Linked DNA regions of Triticum aestivum: region 2 is linked to region 1. The links are chromatin contacts, called in public Hi-C maps. All regions are on one chromosome and are shown on one strand. The core of a region is the stretch at or near the end of the contact, and the rest is flanking DNA. Distances in the headings are between cores, read along the strand shown.

What was found. Hi-C and Micro-C count contacts between places; a contact is called where the count stands out from the background.
Region 2: a contact with region 1 is called in a Hi-C map of leaf, with 5 times the contacts expected there. The contact joins the promoter of LOC123092794 here to the promoter of LOC123092793 in region 1. A contact is called at or near these places in 2 of 5 Hi-C or Micro-C datasets (both in leaf) and 1 of 1 datasets of contacts at active chromatin or transcription factors (leaf).

The regions. Positions count from the first base shown.
Region 1 is chr4B:474,489,149-474,491,932 of IWGSC CS RefSeq v2.1, reverse strand. It overlaps LOC123092793 (acyl-CoA-binding domain-containing protein 5), which reads left to right and starts at 1,387. Exons shown (of 5, transcript XM_044514620.1): 1 at 1,387-2,784. The coding sequence starts at 1,565.
Region 2 is chr4B:475,033,730-475,036,636 of IWGSC CS RefSeq v2.1, reverse strand. LOC123092794 (26S proteasome non-ATPase regulatory subunit 4 homolog) reads right to left here and starts at 1,578. Exons shown (of 11, transcript XM_044514621.1): 1 at 1,403-1,578; 2 at 1,195-1,308; 3 at 982-1,087; 4 at 644-758; 5 at 350-559; 6 at 1-258. The coding sequence starts at 1,414. LOC123092795 (a long non-coding RNA gene) reads left to right here and starts at 1,978. Exons shown (of 12, transcript XR_006444853.1): 1 at 1,978-2,362; 2 at 2,431-2,753; 3 at 2,869-2,907.

The DNA of each region.
Region 1 (2,784 bases), core at 138-2,637:
GGCCCATCAGCGCGGCCCATGAGAGATAGGCCGGCAGCTCGAGGACCCCTTAGTCCGGGACACCCTCACCCGGGTCTGTCTTGTATCATTTACTAAAACCAAAAACACCTTGCTGCGTTTTTCTTTTATTTATTTTATTTTATATTTTTGTTTGATCTATCTATCTATCATCATACAATTTAATCTTGCTCGTAACCGTCAAGAGATTGACAACCCCTTGTTCGCGTTGGGTTGCAAGGATTTATTGTTTGTGTGCAGGTACTGCTTACATAGTGTTGCTTGGTTCTCCTACTGGATTGATAATCTTGGTTCTTAACCGAGGGAAATATTTATCCCTATTGTACTGCATCATCCTCTCCTCTTCGAAAAAATCCCAACGTAGTTCACAAGTAGCACGCGCCAACCATTGAGCTCGCTGCCAGGTCCAGGAGAAGGAGAAGCGCCCCACGACCCTGGCTCCAGGAACGAGCGAGGGAGATCTTGCCGCCACCGGCACTGCCAGACGGCAGGGAGGGAGAGGGGAGGGGGATCAACAACTGGCGTTTAGGGTTGGAGCGCCCTGGTCGCGCGAGGGGGGGGGGGGGTGACACAAGGCCGAGTCGTTTTTTTCTCGTGGTCTAGGCTCCCACGTGTCATGAGTGGCTACATCTCGAGCACATTGACACCTCCTAATGGCATTTTGAGCAAACGGTTAAAGATTGTTGGACCAACCGCTTCGGAAAGAACATACAAAATCGCAAAGCTTGCACATCTGGCCATGCTCATTTCGTGGTCCATATGAAACCAAAGAAATACACGGGTCTTTCCTAACCAATCCTCGTGCGAACAATTTTACTCGGCAACATCAAACTTGAAGCTTCTCTTTGCATGGCCAGAAGAGCCAAAAAATTTAGGAACCATCATTCTGGTTGAGTAGCAACTTTTGTAGTTCAGGGCTTGTAATAAACACTTTATTTTCTTCTTCACGAGTCAAATGTTTTGCCTTCGTTCAAAAAAAAAGGTGTGACGTTAGGAAGAGGAGAACGAAGGGGGAAGCAGGAAAGAAAGGAAATGGCCATGAATACCGCGGAGAAATTTCCCACCGAAAGCGCGCAGCACACGCAAAGCGAGCAAAAGGCCGAAACCCCCCAACCCAAATCTCCAAACGTTGGCGGTCCGGCGCTCGCTGTCTCCGTCGCCGCCCTTCTCGCCGATCACCCCGCCTCGTCGCGTAGCCGAGCGCAAGGAAACGAAAACCCCCTGACGGCGTCGCCCCAAGCGGCTCGCGGTCGACGAGACCTTTTCCGCTCTCCGCCTACGGCCCTCCCTCGTGGCGGTCGTATCCGCCCCCGAATATGCCTCTCCCTTTTGGCGCCCCACCCCCTTTACTCTCTCCCCACACGCACCCACCTCCGTCTCCACCCTCGTCTCTTCTGCTGCTCCCCCTTCTCCTTCTCCTGTAGCCCCCCTGTTTCCGCTTTCTCTTTCCCCCTTCTCCTCGCCGACCCAACCGAACAAGAAAAAGCAAGCGAGAAGCCGCATCCGCTGCCTCGCTTCCTCCCCCGCCCTTCCCCGCCCGGGATTCATGGAGCTGCTGTTCGAGCTGCTCCTCACGGCGGCGGCCACCCTCCTCGTCGCCTTCCTGCTCGCCAAGCTCCTCTCCGGGAACAATGATCCCCCCCGCCGCGATCGCGCGGCGGGACCGGCTGACGTGATCGCGGAGGAAAAAGCGGAGGAGGCGGAAGAGGAGAGGGTCATCGAGGTGGACGAGGTGGGAGCGTGGGCGGATGTGGCGGCGCCGGCTCTCGCCGAGGGGTGGGTCGAGGTGGAGAAGGCCCCCGCGACCGTCGCGGAGGGGATGACCGAGTGGGTGGCCGCGGAAGAGGGGGTTCCGGCCACGCTTGCTCCGGAGCTGTTCCTTGGCACCGTGTCGCGGGAGCAGAAGGAGGAGGGTGAAGTTGGCAAGAAGCAGTGCGATTTAACCGCGGCCGTCGAGGCGGCTGTCGAAGCGAAGCCGCGGGATTCCGGCGCCGAAGCTGCTCCCAGAGAGGTTCTTGACGTGGAGTTGGAGGAAGAGACAACCCAGCAGAATGATCTGGGTGCTGAAGTTGCCCCGAGTGAAGTCCCTGATGCGGGAGTGCAGAAACAGGAAGTTCATGCTATGGAAGCTGTTGAAGTGAAGCAGCTCCATCTGGATGTGGGGGCTGCTCCTGCAGAAGTTGTTGATGCAGGACTGGAGAGGGAGGAGGAGGGAGCTCAAGCTGCTGAAGTGATTCCGCGTGAATTGGCTTCCGAGACTCCACCTGCAGATGTTCTTGACATCGTACCTGGGAAGCAGCAGGAGCAAGTCATTGAAGCGAATCAGCATGAATTGGCTCACGTTGTGGCTCCAAGAGTGATTCCGGACGCCGCAGCAAAGGATGAGGAAATGAAAGAACCATCTGTGGAAGAAGTTGTTGTTCCACATGAAGAAGTTCACAACAAGGAGGAAGCTCGGCATGAGGCCGGCACGGATGATCAGCAAGAAAAATTGGTCCCTAAGGACGAGCCGGCTCTTAAGAAATCTGATGATCTAAATGTCAGCCAAGAAGACAGCTCTAATGACAAAGTGGATGTTCAGCTACCGGAGAAGGATACCACATTGCTAGGGATGCCGGAAGATGAGGCTAGAGCGAGCATGGAGTTTGAAGAGTGGGAAGGGATTGAGAGAAGTGAAGTGGAGAAGAGATTTGGTGCAGCAGCGGCATTTGCAGCTAGTGACGCCGGGGCGGCTGCTCTGTCGAAGCTGAATAGCGATGTGCAGCT
Region 2 (2,907 bases), core at 329-2,828, 540 kb before region 1:
TTTAAGGTAAGTTCCGCTTCAGCCATAATAGCATCAGTAGAGCTCGAGGCATGATCCTTGTTGTCTTCTGCAGCCTTTTTCGCGATAGCCTCTTGCCTAGCTCGCTCTTCCTCCATAGACAACCGTAGGGCAAGTGCCAACTCTGGATCCACATTTGGGTCCACACCAAAATCATATCCGGTAGCTCCGGTGGCTGCAGCAGCTGCTGCAGAAGCAGCAAAGCCACTTCCACCTTCTTCACCAGTAAAGATAGGAGTGCTGTGAAACAGGTAGGGGTTATAAGGCGGTCAACCAAATTACATCGTCATATCAACCTAGAGCCCCAAGGATATGAAAGAAAGTTAGTTACCTTATAAGAACATCAGAAAGGGCATGGTCACCCGGAGGGACATGGACGATGTGGCTGCTATCACTGCTGTTCACAGCAGCGATCAGCGCTTCCAGTTTCTCAGGCTTTTCATCATCAGTTTCACCAAAATCAACAACGTCAAGGGCAACATTATTCTTCTTCAGCTTCTTCCCTATTGTCTCCAAGACCTTCTTGTCGTATGTCACAGGGCTGAGATATGAGGACAACAAAATTAGCTATAATTCAGACAAAATAGGGTCCATAGATGTTATCTTGCTCATTTCCTCAACATACCTTCCAATGAAAACAATAATTCTCTGCTGTTGCCTCTTATTCTGGCGATGCTTTAGCGCCAGCTGAGCAACCTGAATAGCTGCGGCCAAGTTTGCTTCAGCTCCAACTTCCAGCCCTGTGCATTGATTTGTTGGATATCAATTAGAACTATAATTCCTTCCTACTTTACTAGCATATTTTGTGAAGCAAAGGCCTGCTAAGGGTCGTACTGTCACCAAACGCCATCCAAAAGACTACACTATTCGTCCTATCCATGCTCGACGAGCTTGCACAGTTACATTCAAATCCTAAACTTCTGCGCCGGTACGCCGGAAATTAGGGTACTGACGGGAGCTTACCGTGCATACAGGCGAGGATCTTGCCGAGGTCGCTGGTGGGAGTGACAAGCACGCGCACGCCCTTGCCGGCCATCGTCATGACGCCCACCGTATTCTCCGGGTTCGACTGCAAGAGGACACCGACAAACGAGTCAGATCCGGAACCCAAAACCCTAGCCCACACACAACGAGACGGGACTCGATCGATCGATCGGTTCGGAGGGTGCGCGGTACCTGGGTCTTGGCGCCGCAGATGAGGTTGACGGCGTCGGCCTGCGCCTGGAAGCGGGACGGCGAGTAGTCGCCGTTCCGCATCCACTCCGAGTTGTCTATGCAGATCATCGTCGACTGCAGAAGGAGGGGAAACCAAACAAACGGTGAGAAATCGCTAGGAATAGGAGCTTGGCGGAGGCGATCTGGGAGGCCGGCGGGCGGTACTGACCTCGAGCACCATGGTTGCGCCGCTGTGAGTCGCTGCGGTCGAGGGTTGGGTTCGGGTTGGGGAACAAGCTGATCCAAGGGGAGGAGGGGTGGAGTTCTTATTTGCGGTGTCGCCTTCGTGGACGTGTTGGATTGCTTTCCGAGGAGGACACCGATTCGAGACTTGTTACGCGTCGGTCCGGCCCGCGGTGGAACCGGACTATTTTCTTACCTGTTGGGCCTTATTCCAAGGCCCACTAAAACTAATCACATAAATCGATGGGTGTCGTCCTGACTTTTGCCCGCGTGTTTATTAAAAAAAAAGACTTTCGCCCTAGTCCAGGGTCCTACAATATGATTTTTTATTTTCTCTACTCCTAATGAAGCAGTTGGTAGTATCCGCCGATCAATTTTTGTCCCATCAAAAACAGGTTTTTTTCGTCCTCGATCCCACCTCCCGCATCCCCTCGATTCATCCGCCCTCGAATCAGGAAATAAAAATCGGTATGCTCCCATTATGTCCAGTGCTAAACCCTCCGGTTCATCGAAAAAAACTCGCGCCTGAAAATAATATACGACAGTTAACCTACGAAAAATTAGCCAGATGTTTCCCGTGCGTTGCGAACGAGCGAGCGAAGCCTTTGCCCTCGAGCGACGCCACACCAGACTCTTCGCCCTCGCAGCCGCCGCCGATCCCCTCCCTCAAACGCCGCCGCCCGTCGTTGCCGCCCCCGCCACCTCCCGTCGCGGGCAGGCGGGAGGAGCCCTGCCCGGCCATGGCGACACCGACGGCGGCCTCCTCCTCCCCCTCACCTTCTCTCCCTCTCCCAAGGGAGGGAAGGGAATGGAAGGGATCTGATTGGAGCGGTGGATCTGCGCCCTTGCCGTCTCTTCTTTTCTTCACCGATTCCACGAGGAGATCGAAGTGGGAGGTAGACGAGCAGGAGCGCCGCGTCCGCGACAGCGATGAGCGACGACCCAGGTAACGCTATCTCCCTGCCCTCGACCCAACTCATCTTCTCCCCGTAGCCTGTACTCACGCGCCCCCAGGTTCTCCTCTCCCATGGCAGGGGTCGGCGAGTGGCAACAGATGCGGGACACCAACTGGTGGCGCAACGGACAGCGAGAGGCGGGACACCAACTGGGCGCGCCTCTCGCGGCCGACTTCCACGGCGGCGACGTCGTTTACCTTGGCGCCTGCTTCTTTTCCGACTCAGCGATCCCCGCGGGCACCGATGGACGGCGACGGGCAGCACGTGCGGCCGCGGAGCCGCGCGCTCCTGACCGACGACGAGGATGACGGGACGTACGCCGGCGACGTGTACAGCGGCAGCCTCGCCGCCACGGGCGGGTCTCGTGCTGGCTGGATCTTGGTGAGTTCCTTCCTTGTGCGACTTGGTTTGTTCATGGGTGTGAGATTGAGAGCAATTCTTCTCCCCTTCTTTCTGAATCTGCGGTTTCTAAACGATTGTTTGCGACCAAATGTAGGGGCGGTAGCAGTACTTGGTGCAGCGCCGCCGCGGCGAC